3 separate regions of the Hordeum vulgare genome follow, and regions 1 and 2 are each linked to region 3. A link is a contact called in public Hi-C data. All regions are on one chromosome and are shown on one strand. The core of a region is the stretch at or near the end of the contact, and the rest is flanking DNA. Distances in the headings are between cores, read along the strand shown.

What was found. A called contact is a pair of places that touch in the nucleus more often than the background predicts.
Region 1: a Hi-C map of leaf shows a contact between it and region 3, with 7 times the contacts expected there. The contact joins two enhancer-like sites. A contact is called at or near these places in 2 of 6 Hi-C or Micro-C datasets (both in leaf).
Region 2: a contact with region 3 is called in a Hi-C map of leaf, with 6 times the contacts expected there. The contact joins two enhancer-like sites. A contact is called at or near these places in 1 of 6 Hi-C or Micro-C datasets (leaf) and 1 of 1 datasets of contacts at active chromatin or transcription factors (embryo).

What each region holds. Positions count from the first base shown.
Region 1 is chr5H:459,650,649-459,654,771 of MorexV3_pseudomolecules_assembly, reverse strand. No RefSeq gene overlaps it. Among protein-coding and RNA genes, the nearest start is that of LOC123395372, 29 kb to the right of the region's middle. Within about 2 kb of position 2,566, at least 3 of the 3 cell types and tissues checked have open chromatin away from gene starts, as enhancers often do. A contact at or near this core is called in leaf, where this site is marked.
Region 2 is chr5H:459,670,353-459,674,616 of MorexV3_pseudomolecules_assembly, reverse strand. No RefSeq gene overlaps it. Among protein-coding and RNA genes, the nearest start is that of LOC123395372, 49 kb to the right of the region's middle. Within about 2 kb of position 2,071, at least 1 of the 3 cell types and tissues checked has open chromatin away from gene starts, as enhancers often do. A contact at or near this core is called in leaf, where this site is marked.
Region 3 is chr5H:459,454,136-459,458,524 of MorexV3_pseudomolecules_assembly, reverse strand. No RefSeq gene overlaps it. Among protein-coding and RNA genes, the nearest start is that of LOC123398640, 11 kb to the right of the region's middle. Within about 2 kb of position 1,379, at least 3 of the 3 cell types and tissues checked have open chromatin away from gene starts, as enhancers often do. A contact at or near this core is called in leaf, where this site is marked.

The DNA of each region.
Region 1 (4,123 bases), core at 1,317-3,816, 200 kb before region 3:
ATTCTGTTCTTGGAGATATGACCAAGCCTAAGGTGCCATAAGTAAGATTCTGAGCAATTATTTGTACCACTAATATTCCTCACGATGGAGTTTGGTTCCTCTCCCACTAAACAATTAGGAGAGTTATCTTCTATGACATTATCAAGAAAATATAATCCTTCATGACCAATTCCTGAATGTGCTAATTTTCCATTCAGTAGCAATTTTACTTTCCCATCACCAAACAATGTTTTATATCCGATGGTTTCTAGTTTAGATACAGAAACTAGGTTCCTTCTCATATTGGGTGAATACAGGGTATCATATAGTATTAGCTTTCCTCCACCAGGGAGTTTGAGAATGTAATTTCCTATCCCAAGTATGTCTGCCTTAGCTGTTGTTCCTAAGTAAACATGTCTAGTTCCTTTGGGAATAGTTTTTAAATCCAAGAATGATTTACAATCTCTAGCTATGTGTGATGTTGCCCCTGAATCAACCACCCAATTGCGCTGAAAAGTAGTACTAGTAAATAAAGCTTATGTACAAACATAAGCATTAGGTATACCTTCAGGGGATAGGTTCCCCTTGCGGCTGTCTTGGTCATTAGAATTACCCTTCCTGTCATTTGGCTTCTTCCTCTTGCTGCATTCAGATCTGAAGTGTCCAAATTCTCCGCAACTATGGCATTTATAGTTCTTCTTGTCAAATTTCTGTTTTGATTGATCATTCCAGCGATCACCCTTGTCACGCCTGCCATCACTTTCCTTTCTGTATTCCCTATCTCTTTTCCTATTAATCTTCTCTCTCGAATCAGTGCCATCCTTTTTCCTCTGAAAATTCCTTTTATTCCCTTGGTTCTTGTACTCACCAAGGTGAATTTCAGCTGTATATGAGTTCTTTTCTTTCCCTTGATATTTCTTCCGATCTTCTTCCATAAGAAGATGGTGCCTCAAGGTGCGCATGTTCAGAGTACGCTCAGTATGACAAAAAGAGATTTTAAATTGTTCCCATGTGTTTGGTAGTGAGTTTAAGGCCACCATCACCAAAACTTCCTCCAAAATCCTCTTCCAGCCTTCTCATTATTTTGTAAGTTGTTTTCTTTGACTCATATTCTCCAGCCAAAGAATCTGACATTGATCCAAGAATAAAAACTCTAGCTTTCTTATTATCTTTTGTCCAGTCCTTCATCTCTTCTACAAAATTTTCCTTTTCCTCATTGATTTCCTGTTTAGAGAAGTTTTCCTTGGCTTGGTCCGACGGCAGCCGACGAATAGCAACTGGGAAGCGACCGAGCGATTTCCAAGCAGCCAACTGGAGCGGAGGGTGAGGCTTGTTCCGTGACTGAATCACGTGGCGATGGATCACAGCAGGAGCAGCAGCGTGACGATGTTCCTCGCAACCAGCAGCACGCAAGACGGAGAGGTGCGTGCTCGTCGGGCGGTGGCGGACGATGGCTTGGGGAGGACGGACCGCAAAGCGAGAGGAGCAGCGCTGCAGCGGGTCGCCGGCAGGGTGCTGCAGCAGGTTGCCGATGGGCGCCGGGCGCGGCGGCTTGGGCGAGTGCGTGGAGGTGGAGTAGATCGATTGGATCTGATGGTTGGCTTCGGTTCAGAGCAAAAGAATCACGTATACTAGTACTAGTTGACTAGTACGACTCCTTCTCTGTTTTGGCTAGACAGAGATACGCAGCGGACTTAGAATCCAGATCGGAATTAACGACAATACATCATTAACCTCAATCGGCTGTGATACCAATGTTGGATTTACGGCCTACCCTCTGTTCCTCACCCTTATCCGTGGTGCCGCTCACAATGGTATTGAGGCCAGAGGATAGAGACCAATATATAGAATTATTCCGGTTTAGTTTAAACCGTGTGCAGATAAGTTTCCAGATAAAGAATCTGTTTAAACAAAGACTCCAGATTAGCACAACCAACCACGATCATTAGTAATCAAATAGGAGTCTTATATTTATCTGTAATAAGGTCTCATCACGCATGTTTGAGTCATGCGTCGGATTTGAATAAATTCCAATTCAAACCCGCAGGCTTTCAAACAATCCATATTGCCAAATTATGGACAACCTAGTCATTCCTATCATGCTGTACCCGGGATATATATAAACATAGTTTAATTTCCAGTATACATGTACTGTGCTTCCAGCATGTAGTACCGACTTCCTCGGACAAATTTCCATCCAAATTTCCATGTAAATTGTACATGTATATGATGCTTTTAATTCTACATCAAACAGGTTTCAGGAGATAAAAATAGCAGTAAAACAAATGTTGTAAGCCACACACATATACTGAATATTCCAACACTTATGACTTATAAGTTGGGACTTAAAAAAGTCATAGGACTTATAAAACAAAACAGGGCCTAAATAGCTGCATAATACAGGCGCCGGTCCGGTGCACAGCCAGCCTTCATGGCAGTTCACGTTCCAGGCAAGTAAAAAAGGAAAGCGTACGTGCGATCACGCGTGGAGACGTGACTCCGATTCGCAAGCCACCACCCAACCTCACCTCACCGGTCACCTACTTACGGTACGCGCGGGCCTCACATCACATGCCCTCACGTGCGCCGCGCGCCCGCTCGTGCTGACATTATGCTACTGTACTTACTTCCCCGCACGGCTGCGCTTGCCATCCCAGTTTTACCGCGAGTAATTAATTAATATTCGCCTCCCTAATCCAGCAGTGCTGGCGCAGCTGCTCGGTACTTGCGCGTGTAACTGTTAGGGAAGATGCATGCCTGCAAATGGCTGCTGCTCTGTCAGGGTCATAGTGAGGAGTATCATATACTTCCTCCGTCACGGTTTAAAAGGCATGCTTAAAAAATCTCTGAGACCAAGCATCGATTGGTTGTGAGATGTAACAGGTGCAGATGCTAATGCGTCTAATGAAGTGAGAAAATACTACTTCCTCCGTCACGGTTTAGAAGACACGCTTGAAAAATCTCTAGGACCAAGGTAGTCATCGATTGGTTGTGAGATGTACCCGATGTAAATGCTAATGCGCCTAATTAACTGAAAAAATATTAGTACTAATGCGTGAGCAGCAAATTGAGAAGGCGCATGCATGAGTAGTAATAGTACTAATTAATATGAGTAATTGCTTTCGCGCCTTAAACCTTGTCTATTTTGAAAACGCACACGAGTTTAACTGTGCCTTCTAAACCGTGACGGAGGGAGTAATAGTATCATGCATATGATACTATTGTATAATACTACCTTTGTAGTGCATAGTATCATAAACTAGTATCATAGATGTCTTTATTTATTGACATGCATGACACACAATAGCATAACATTTAACATGTTACGGTATCTACCTATGTTACTCTAATTTTTTTTAATTATCCACCACATCAGCATGTTTTCTATTTTTAAGTACATGATACTATCTTAGTTACTCCCAGACCAGCCTAAGTGCAGCGCAGTGCAGTGCAGATTTTTTTTACTGATGCCGGGAGCGGTTAGGTTTTGATCGAGAAGTGGGTTGCGTGCGGCTTACATTACCAGGAGGAGGAACATCCTTTGATCACGAGCGTACACACGCGCGCGCGCACACACACACGGCTTTGGTGTCAGTGTGCACTGAGTGTGTTCCAAGCAACTGGCATCATTAACTAATGTGGTCGCTGTTGAAATACAGTAGTAAGTATCAGACAAACTGTCCTTCCGGCTGATCTTTCCCGCCGTCACCGATTGATTATTTCCGACTTACAATCCTGGGGGCGGGTGAATACTGAATAGCCTCTGCAGTTTTCGTATGTGACTGACAGAGCTGCGTTTTTTCCAAGAGGGCCTGCCTCGTCACTGTAGAACGCAGGTGCACTTCTTTCCCCCTTATCTGAATCGGCACACTGTTGCTGCTAGCTAGCTATACGATCCCCTAAACAGTCATGCCATTTCGACATTTCCCACTATGCACGACGACATTGGCCTACAACAACCGAAAGGACGGTGCTAATCTCAAGATTCCAAGGGATCACCCCACCCCAACCATGAAGCGATCTACCCAATTCAGCCGTCTACTCAAGAAAAAGAGTTCACACTTGTACCACCACATGCTGACAAAACCACACCATCTCCAACTTGTTGCCGTGCTTTGCCACTTCATCCTCTCGTTCTCACTCA
Region 2 (4,264 bases), core at 822-3,321, 220 kb before region 3:
AGCTATATCTCCCTTAATGTAAGATATCCGATCCCCTCATCTAAAGCGTGGCGCGAGTAGGCCGGTGTAGCAATGTAGCATTTTCTATGATTTGGTTTCACTATTTTGGGTCGGGTTTTCCTGTTCTTTATTGTTTTATTTTTGTTTTTTATTGGAATTTTCACTTCTTCGATGGTATTCTTCTATTTTCCATTTTTTTCCTTCCTTATACTTCAGTTTTCTTTCTTTTTCATGGGTTCACTTTTGTATTTCCTTTGTTAAAAAATTCTAATTTTTTGCTTTATTTCTGGTTTTCTCTGTCGGTTTTCATTCAATATATTTATTTTCGGGTTTCTTTGTTTCATCTTTTTTTTCATTGGTTTTTTATATTTTCATTGTGCATCATCCTTTTTTTTCTATCATCATTTTTAATGGGTTTTCCCTCTCTTTTTTCGTTGTTTCTTTCTCGTTTTAAACTATTTCCTTTTTATTTTTTATTTGTTTCTTTGCTTTATTTTTGGGTTTTTATCGGTTTTCTTCATCCCCTTTCTAAGTTTTGTATGGGTCAAGAACATTTTGTATATACATGTTTAACATCTCTCATATACATCATTAAAAAAATTTCTAAAACTTAATTTGTTTTGATGTATACCTTTTCTCATACAAATTATATAATTTTCTTATACATAAAAATAATTTTTATATGCATGTTGACATTTTCGAAATACATGATTAACATTCTTTTAGATTATACTAGCAAAAGGGCCCGTGCGTTGCAACGGGATAAAAAAATACCACATGCTTTTAATCTTTTTATAATCATTTTAATTTATTAAAATAATAAGCTAACTAACTAATGTAGTCAGTCCTATCCTATTTTGTTGAGAAATCAACCCGTTCATTGTTAATTCCACCATAATGAGAAATTGAGCGGGACAAGCAAAGCAAAACAAAGAGGCTACGTGAATTGATCAATGGACTGTTATCTTATTTCACTTATGGGGTAGAGAATGTGGGATCAGATGACAAACTGAAGGTGATGTTTCATTCTCTCTCTACAACAATGCAATCTCACATTCAATACATTCATTCATCAGCAAAAAAATTCACACAAAACAAAATTTCTTGTCGGTGCTTGACACATGGTTGGAGGCATGGGGAGGGGATCTCACCAGATGATGAGTTCCTCCGGAGGAGGGGATACGATGAGGGGAGCAAGGGTTAGTCGCCTCTATCTGGCCATAAGGAGTCGCCATTGCCGCGCCATAACCTCGGAGTTTCCCATGTGAGCCTTGGAGGCCCGCCTCCACCTGCAAGTATTTCGCTCCGCCGCGCCTTATCCGCACGCCGCCGCCATTCTGCATCGAGCGGACGCATCATCCCAAGTCGCTGTAGCCGTCGCATTGATTTGATCTAGAAGCTGTGCTCGAGCGCCGAAACGGTAGTGATGATTGAGGTACGACCGCGGAGGCGGGTGGGTTGAGATCGACAGCAGTGATGATTGAGGTCAGCCGCGGCGGCGAGTGGTGTGGCAGCGGCCTGGGCATAGGCCAGGGTGGACCAGGGTCGACGCGATGCGCTCGAGCGCCGCAACGGGGGCAGTGAGCGGGGAGAGGTACAGCCGCGGAGGCGGGTGGCTTGAGATCGACAGCGGTGGCGGTTGAGGTCGGCCACGGCGGCGAGTGGTGTGGCGGCTGCCTGGGCACATGCCAGGGTGGCCCAGGGTCGACGGGAGGAGGCGATGCGTACGGGTATAATTTTTGCAGCGAATTATTTTTTTCTTTTACGTTGCAGATAAATGATGGAGCGCGGGTTGAATAACAAAAACTACATGGGCTTTTTTATAAAATGCCCTGGTGGGTTTTTCCGACGGAAGCAATAGCCGCTTTATTATTAGGTATAGATATAGATTGTTTTGATGTGTATTTTTTTCAAAATTATACATTAGAAACATTTCTCACATAAATGGTAAATATTTTAAAAATACATGGTAACCGTTGCGTCTTCTACGCTCAACACCACAATAACCGTTCAACAAGTGCTGAAAAGGATTTGGAGTTAGCTCAATTAACTAGGCACGTCTATGTCTTGCTGCAGGCGAACTATAAGTTTGTTCGCCTCAAGGGCATCCTAGAGTGGGTCGGTCCAATGTCATATTTAAGTGTGTCTGTGTATTTAATGAGGCTTGCTTTCCGGGTTTTTTTCTCCTTAATTTTAGCTGTATCCCTAAAATGCATGAAATTTTAGTTTATTTAACTTTTAGGAGAAGGTTCACCGCATATTATAAAAATGTTCGAGGAGTGTTAAATTGTGTTCTTGCGGATTTAGATGTTGGTACATTTCAAAAGAATGTGTGTGACATTTCAAAAATTGGGCACAAATTCTAAAATATGTTCATGGGTCTTAAATCAAACAATGTTTAAAAAAAATCTTGATGTATGAAAATATATTCAAGACATTTAAAATATGTTCACAACACTAAAATAATATTCATAAAGCTTTCAAAAATGTTTAATGTGTGCTTAAAAATGGTTAACATGTATCTAAATAATATGTAATGTACATTTTATAAATGTTCAATGTGTATTTTCATAAATGTTCAACACATATTGGAAAAATGTACATTGTGTATTCAGAAAGAGTCAACATATATATGAAAATACGTTACATCACGTAGTTTTAAGAACAAATAGCTCATCAAATGTTAAAAAAATGTTGTTATCCTGATTGAAAAATATTTGTAACAATAACATATCAAATCTGCTTGTGCCACTTAAAAAATGTTTCATTAAACTGTTCATGGCATTTTTAAAATATTTTCAAACATATGCTTCAAAAAATGTTGTTCTACTTTGTATAGGAAAAATATTCGCTGTGTAATGAAGAAATAAAAAATGAATAAGAAAAAGAACAAAAACTAACATAGAAATTAAAAGAAACCCCAAAACTATATTTTTTATGAAAACGCGCAAAAAAAAGTGAAGGTGTTAAATATATCCTCTACAATTTTGTAGAACCTTTAAAATACACTCTATTGAGCCGTCTTACTAAGGCAAGCACATAGCCACACGCGAGAGGCGAGACGACGGTCCATCTCACAATAAGCAAGATACCATTTGACAATTAGGTTGTGTGACTCTAGGCATAAGTCAAACAAAGCCCAACAAGTTGCATAACCATGCCTCAGTTTATGCGCAAGATAGGTCCACAAGAAGTTCAAACAAACAATGTATGCCTAATAGGTCAAGATGCTTATCCAATCAAGATCATTTATGGGTTGCTTCTTTTTTTTTTTTGCATCGGTCCTTATCTCACCTACTGCAAGGTATAGTGCATGATCGCCCATACGCCCGTCTCACATAACTAGCCCCAAAGGTTGTGCTATTTTTTTTCTTGTTATTTATAAATAGTTTTTTTTGCGTTTGAATTAGAGAGCTTTATTCAACAAAAGAGCTCCAGGCATCATCAACCAATAAGCTGGTGAGCAGGAAACAGGGTTTTGAGTTAGTCCAACTATCAGTGACCGTTAGCGTGGAAGCAAATTTAGCACAAAGATGGGCCGGTACATTGGATGACCGGTTTACATGTTGAATGTCAAAGGAAGAAAAAGATGAAACTAGCTCTCCAATCTCTAACAGTAATGGTACCACCACAGATAAGATATAGTGACGAGTTTTCCAGAGATTTACAATCTCCAAGCAATCGGTTTCCATGGTCACACGTGAGAATCCACGCAGTTTAGCAAAGATCACCCCATCTCGCAGTGTCGTCGTCTCACCAATAAACAAATTAGAAACCCCGTAGTGGGGTTTACTCCATGCTCCAAGCAAGGCATTGCAGGAACGTGCAACACCGTCTGCGCCAACCTTGCCAGAGTCCATACTTACAGCCGCGTCTATGTTGATCTTGACCACCCCTGCAGTGGGCGGTTCCCAGCCATGTCCTAGAAGAATGGAAGCATGCGATTGGGGGTCTGTCCAGTAATGCCAGATCCTCCTGAATGCGCTTGACTGAAGTAAAAGGGTCGAGTTGCTCATCATCATGACTAACCCTATTTCTTGAGAGCCAAACAGACCACATGACCGAAATCATCTAAGCCCTCTGGACCTCACAGAACTGTCCATCACGTAGAATATCTCGAGACCATGTAGCTAGGTGTAGGCGGGCCCTTTGGATGCCAAATAGCGCATGTGCTTGTTTCCAAAACAAAGTGGCATGAGAGCAATGCACTAGAGCGTGCATCGGATCCTCATCCATCGCAAAGAAAATATTGCATCCACTGATG
Region 3 (4,389 bases), core at 130-2,629:
AGTTCGGTCGATCCAGGCACGCGGGAATCAATAGCCTTGTTTTATGTTTTTTATGTTTTTTCTTTTTTTACTTTGGTTTATACTTTAAAATATATTAAATAAACACATTGAAAAAATCACCCTACATAAGACAATTGAAATTTTTTTATCAAGCTTTAAATAATGTAAAAAGTGTATAGAGAGAATGTTTATCATGAACACTAAAAATGTATACAATAAAGTAAAATGTGTATAAAAATAATTGATCATGTATTGAAACAAAGTTAATCAAGCATTTGAAAAAAGGTTGAACAAGTGTTTTCAAAATGTTAAGCAAGCATTTAGAAAATGAGAAATGTGCACAAAAAAAATGGCCGTGTACATAAAAATGGTAATCAATCATTTAAAAAATATTGAGAAAGTACTTGAAAAATGTTAAATGTCCATAGAAAAATGTTGACCATGTATAAAAAATCATGAAAAAATTGATCACATAAAAAAACTAATCAATAATTTCGGAAAAATGTGGAAAAGGTATTTCAAAAATACTAATCAAGCATTTGAATTTTGTATGTGTTTAGAAACAATGATAACCATGTGTCGAAAAATTAATATTGCATCTATAAAGTATCATTCAAGCATTTCAAAAATGCTAAATGTGCATAGGAAAATTGTTGATCTTGTATCTGAAAAATGTAAATCCTGCATTTGAAAAAGTTAAAAAGTGTGTATAGGAACAATGTTTACCATTTATTCAGCAAATGTTAACCTTGTGTTATAATAATGTCAATGAAGCATTTGAAAAATGTTTACAATGTGTATAGAAACAATGTTGACCATGAATTAAAAAATGTTAAATTTGTATTTGATTTTTTCTAAAGGTATTAGAAAATTTTGTTGACATATAAAAAGTAGAATGAAAACCAAAATAAACAAAGAAAGCCGAAAAAATTAAAATCGAAAAAGAAACGAAATGAACCAAGGAAAAAAAGAAATCAAAAAAGTAAGAAACAAATGCAAAACTGAATGAAAAACCCGGAGAAGGAACAAAATAAAACGGAAAAATAAAGAAATAAATAAAAGCAAAGTAACACAACTTTTAAAAAAATAAAAAAGAGAAAAACAATGGGAAAAACCCGAAAAAAACCTAGGAAAAAAGCGGAAGAAACCGTGGAAAACCCGTCCCATCAGAAAGTTAAGGCAAGCCCAGTAGCTAGCCACGCTTGCCCTTAATGTGGAGACCCGGATCTAATCCCCTGTGCGCTCCCTTTTCTCCTATCTTTTTCCATTATTAACTATGCGCAAATGGGCCGACCCCTTCAGCGAGACATCCTATCATCTCGCTTGATGTGAGATATAGTCGCCGGGTACCTCCTCTTCGGCACTCTTAGCGGTGGTTACTGGTTAGCATTGCTAGAGCTCATAGGCAACTCGTAGCGGGCCAGCCCATTGACTTGCTCTAGAAAACGAAATCTAATCACTAGCTAAAAAAATCAATCTCGCCAATTATCAATTAGGGAAGTAGCAGGATTGGAACCGGACACGACAATATAGATGGTCGTAGCCAATAACCACTAGGTCGTGCTCATTTAGTTGTCCACTATCAGGAAACAGTACCATTTGACCCGTGCTTCAGTTAACATATACAATCATATACCCAACATAATTTATTTAAAGCTAGAGCATAAATAAAAAAATGTATTTCTAAAAACTATTGTAAACAAATACTAATTTAAAAAAAGGCCACCAATTTGAAAAAAAGGTTATAGAAATTGAAAAAATCTCATGGAAATGAAAAATGCTCGTGAATTTGAGAAAAGTTCATGCATTAGGAAAAATCATGAACATGACAAAAGTTCAGGAATTTTGAAAAAAATCATGAAATTCTTAATAATTGCATGAAATTTGGTGTAAGTTAGCGAATTTGAAAAATATCACGGACAAAATAGTTTACGCACTTGAAAAAAGCTCATCAATTTAAAAAAAAAAAGTTCGATGATTTGAAGAAAAGTTTGCAAATTTGTAACCAAAGTTCATCTATTTTTGAAGAAAGTTCATTGATTTTGAAAAATATTCATAAATTTAGAAAAAAATGTTCATGAACCTAAAGTAAGTCCACACACCAAAAAAACTGAGTGAAAACGAAAGAAATTCAGCCAAAGAAAAACCAGAGTCACCTTTTTAGTGTTACGAGGTGACATATAACAAAGAAGGAAAAACATATGTCAGCCATGGAAGGATGTGTCCCAAGTGGTTATCCCGGTTAGTTATGAAGTGTGAGTTCATTGAATCCCACATATTGCCACTTGTTGAAGTTCTGAGGAAATGAGAAAAACAATGTAAGTCCCCTGTGGTTTGGAGAAATCCCATTGGTTTGGAGAAATTTTGTAGGATTTCTATCTTTTTTTTTCTTTAGAGCCCTTTGGTTTATAGGAATGAAATACTACTCCTGTGGAGGAATTCTTCCTACCCTCCACAATTTATATAAAAATAAAAATTAGCATAGATTTAATAAAAAAACTATGGTGTGGATTAAAGGGCATCTCCTTCACTATTCCTATTCATAGGATTTAAGATACATATAATCTTATTTCTTATGACTTTTCTATTCCTCTAAGTTTCCTACCCTATGAACTAAAGGAAATCTAAATGGTCCAAGCCCATGTTGGTGGAGTGCGTGCACCCGTTTCTAGAATAGGTTCTATCTGCGCTCAAGGTTCCCCGCATTTTTTTATGAATGTGCCATCAGCATACATTAAAAATTATTTATTATGTGTTAAAAAGTTTAATTGCATGTTTGGAAATGTTCAAAATTATTCATTGCCTGCTTATAAACTGACATGCTCTAATAGAATGTTTTTCTTTGAAAGAAAAGGAAAGTTAGGGAGTAAATGAACCAGACATGGCCTAGCACACAAAGAATGAAAACCAAAAGAGTAACAACCAACGGTAAAACGACAAAGAAAACCATGGTAAATAAAGAACAAAACAACTGAAAGAAAAAACGGCATCCTCGCACTAGGCCGGTCCATTTAGCCGTAAATGCTAGGTCTTGCTTAGCGCGAGAACATAGCTAGAGTCCCCTCAATCATTCAAATGGGCCAGCCCATTAATTGTGATAGAAGTTGTTTTGGGAACTTTACAAGGATCGGTGCGTCGAACCTTCCGTCCGGTTTTCAGTTTTCACCGATTTCGGGAAGGTTACACATGTTTTTTTTCCTTTCTTTGTTTTCCCGACTGGGTTTTTACTTTCTGTTTTCCGTTTCTTTCATCTTTCAAAATATACGTTGACTTTGTTTAACAAGCCTTGAACATTTTTTAAATACGTGTTCCAGTTTTTTTAAATACATGTTCAACATTTATCCAAATACATGTTAGTGTTGAATATTTCTAAAATTTGCAGCAAACTTTTTAAATATATGTTGAATTTTTTTAATACATGCGTTGATAGTTTTATTTTAAGAGTCACAAAGATGTTTTTATATTTTCTTGGACATTTTTTAACACATGTTGGGAGTCATATTTTTAAATGTGTGGCATTTTTAATGCCGTGATTCTTTATGGTACAAAGCTTTTCTGCAAACTACCTGAACAATTTTTAACATTTGCACAATTTTTTTAAAAAAATTAATAAACCAAAAATTAAAGTGCTACCATTTCTATAATGCGACGAACATTTTTTGAACGCTACAAACATTTATTAGCGCCTCTAGAACCATAATAAACTATTTTTTTTATCATTGAATCGTTTATTTCTGTTGAAAGTTAAAAGCAGGTTAATTCTTTTACACACGTCTTTTTTCAGTTGGTCGAAATCCATTATGCGGAATAGGTGTCACATCGTCCTTTTTTTTCCATGCTTTTGATATTCTTCCTGTTGCCTTATCTTTCCTCTATCTTTAAATAGTAGATATTTTCTTCCTGGACAGCTTTTGACTAGTAACTCTTGGTTGCAGGTCAGGGGTGTCCTGCTATCTACTTAACCGCTAGGCAAAGAGGGAGGAGCCTGGAAGCGAGCGTTTATTGAGGAAGAGAGAATCATCCAGACAATGAGAATTCACATTTCTTAAACAGCTAGTTTATAAAGACGAGTGTTTTCTATCAGCCTCTTGCACAGAATCTACAAGGTTCTTAGATCGAATGAGCGCTTTGTTAAAATTTGCATGACCAAAATTTACACTGCATGATCATTTTTGAATCTGTGGTGAACATTCCTAAAAAGCCATGAACAATTTTTTTAATGTGTGAACAACTTAATTTTTTAGCATGTGAATATTTTTAAAATGTTAAGATCATTTTATCAATGGTATAAACATTTTTAAATGTGCGAATATTGCATATTGAACATTTTCCAAAACTCAAATAAAATACATCACGCTTCGGTAAGATAAATAAGTGTAAGAAAAAAAG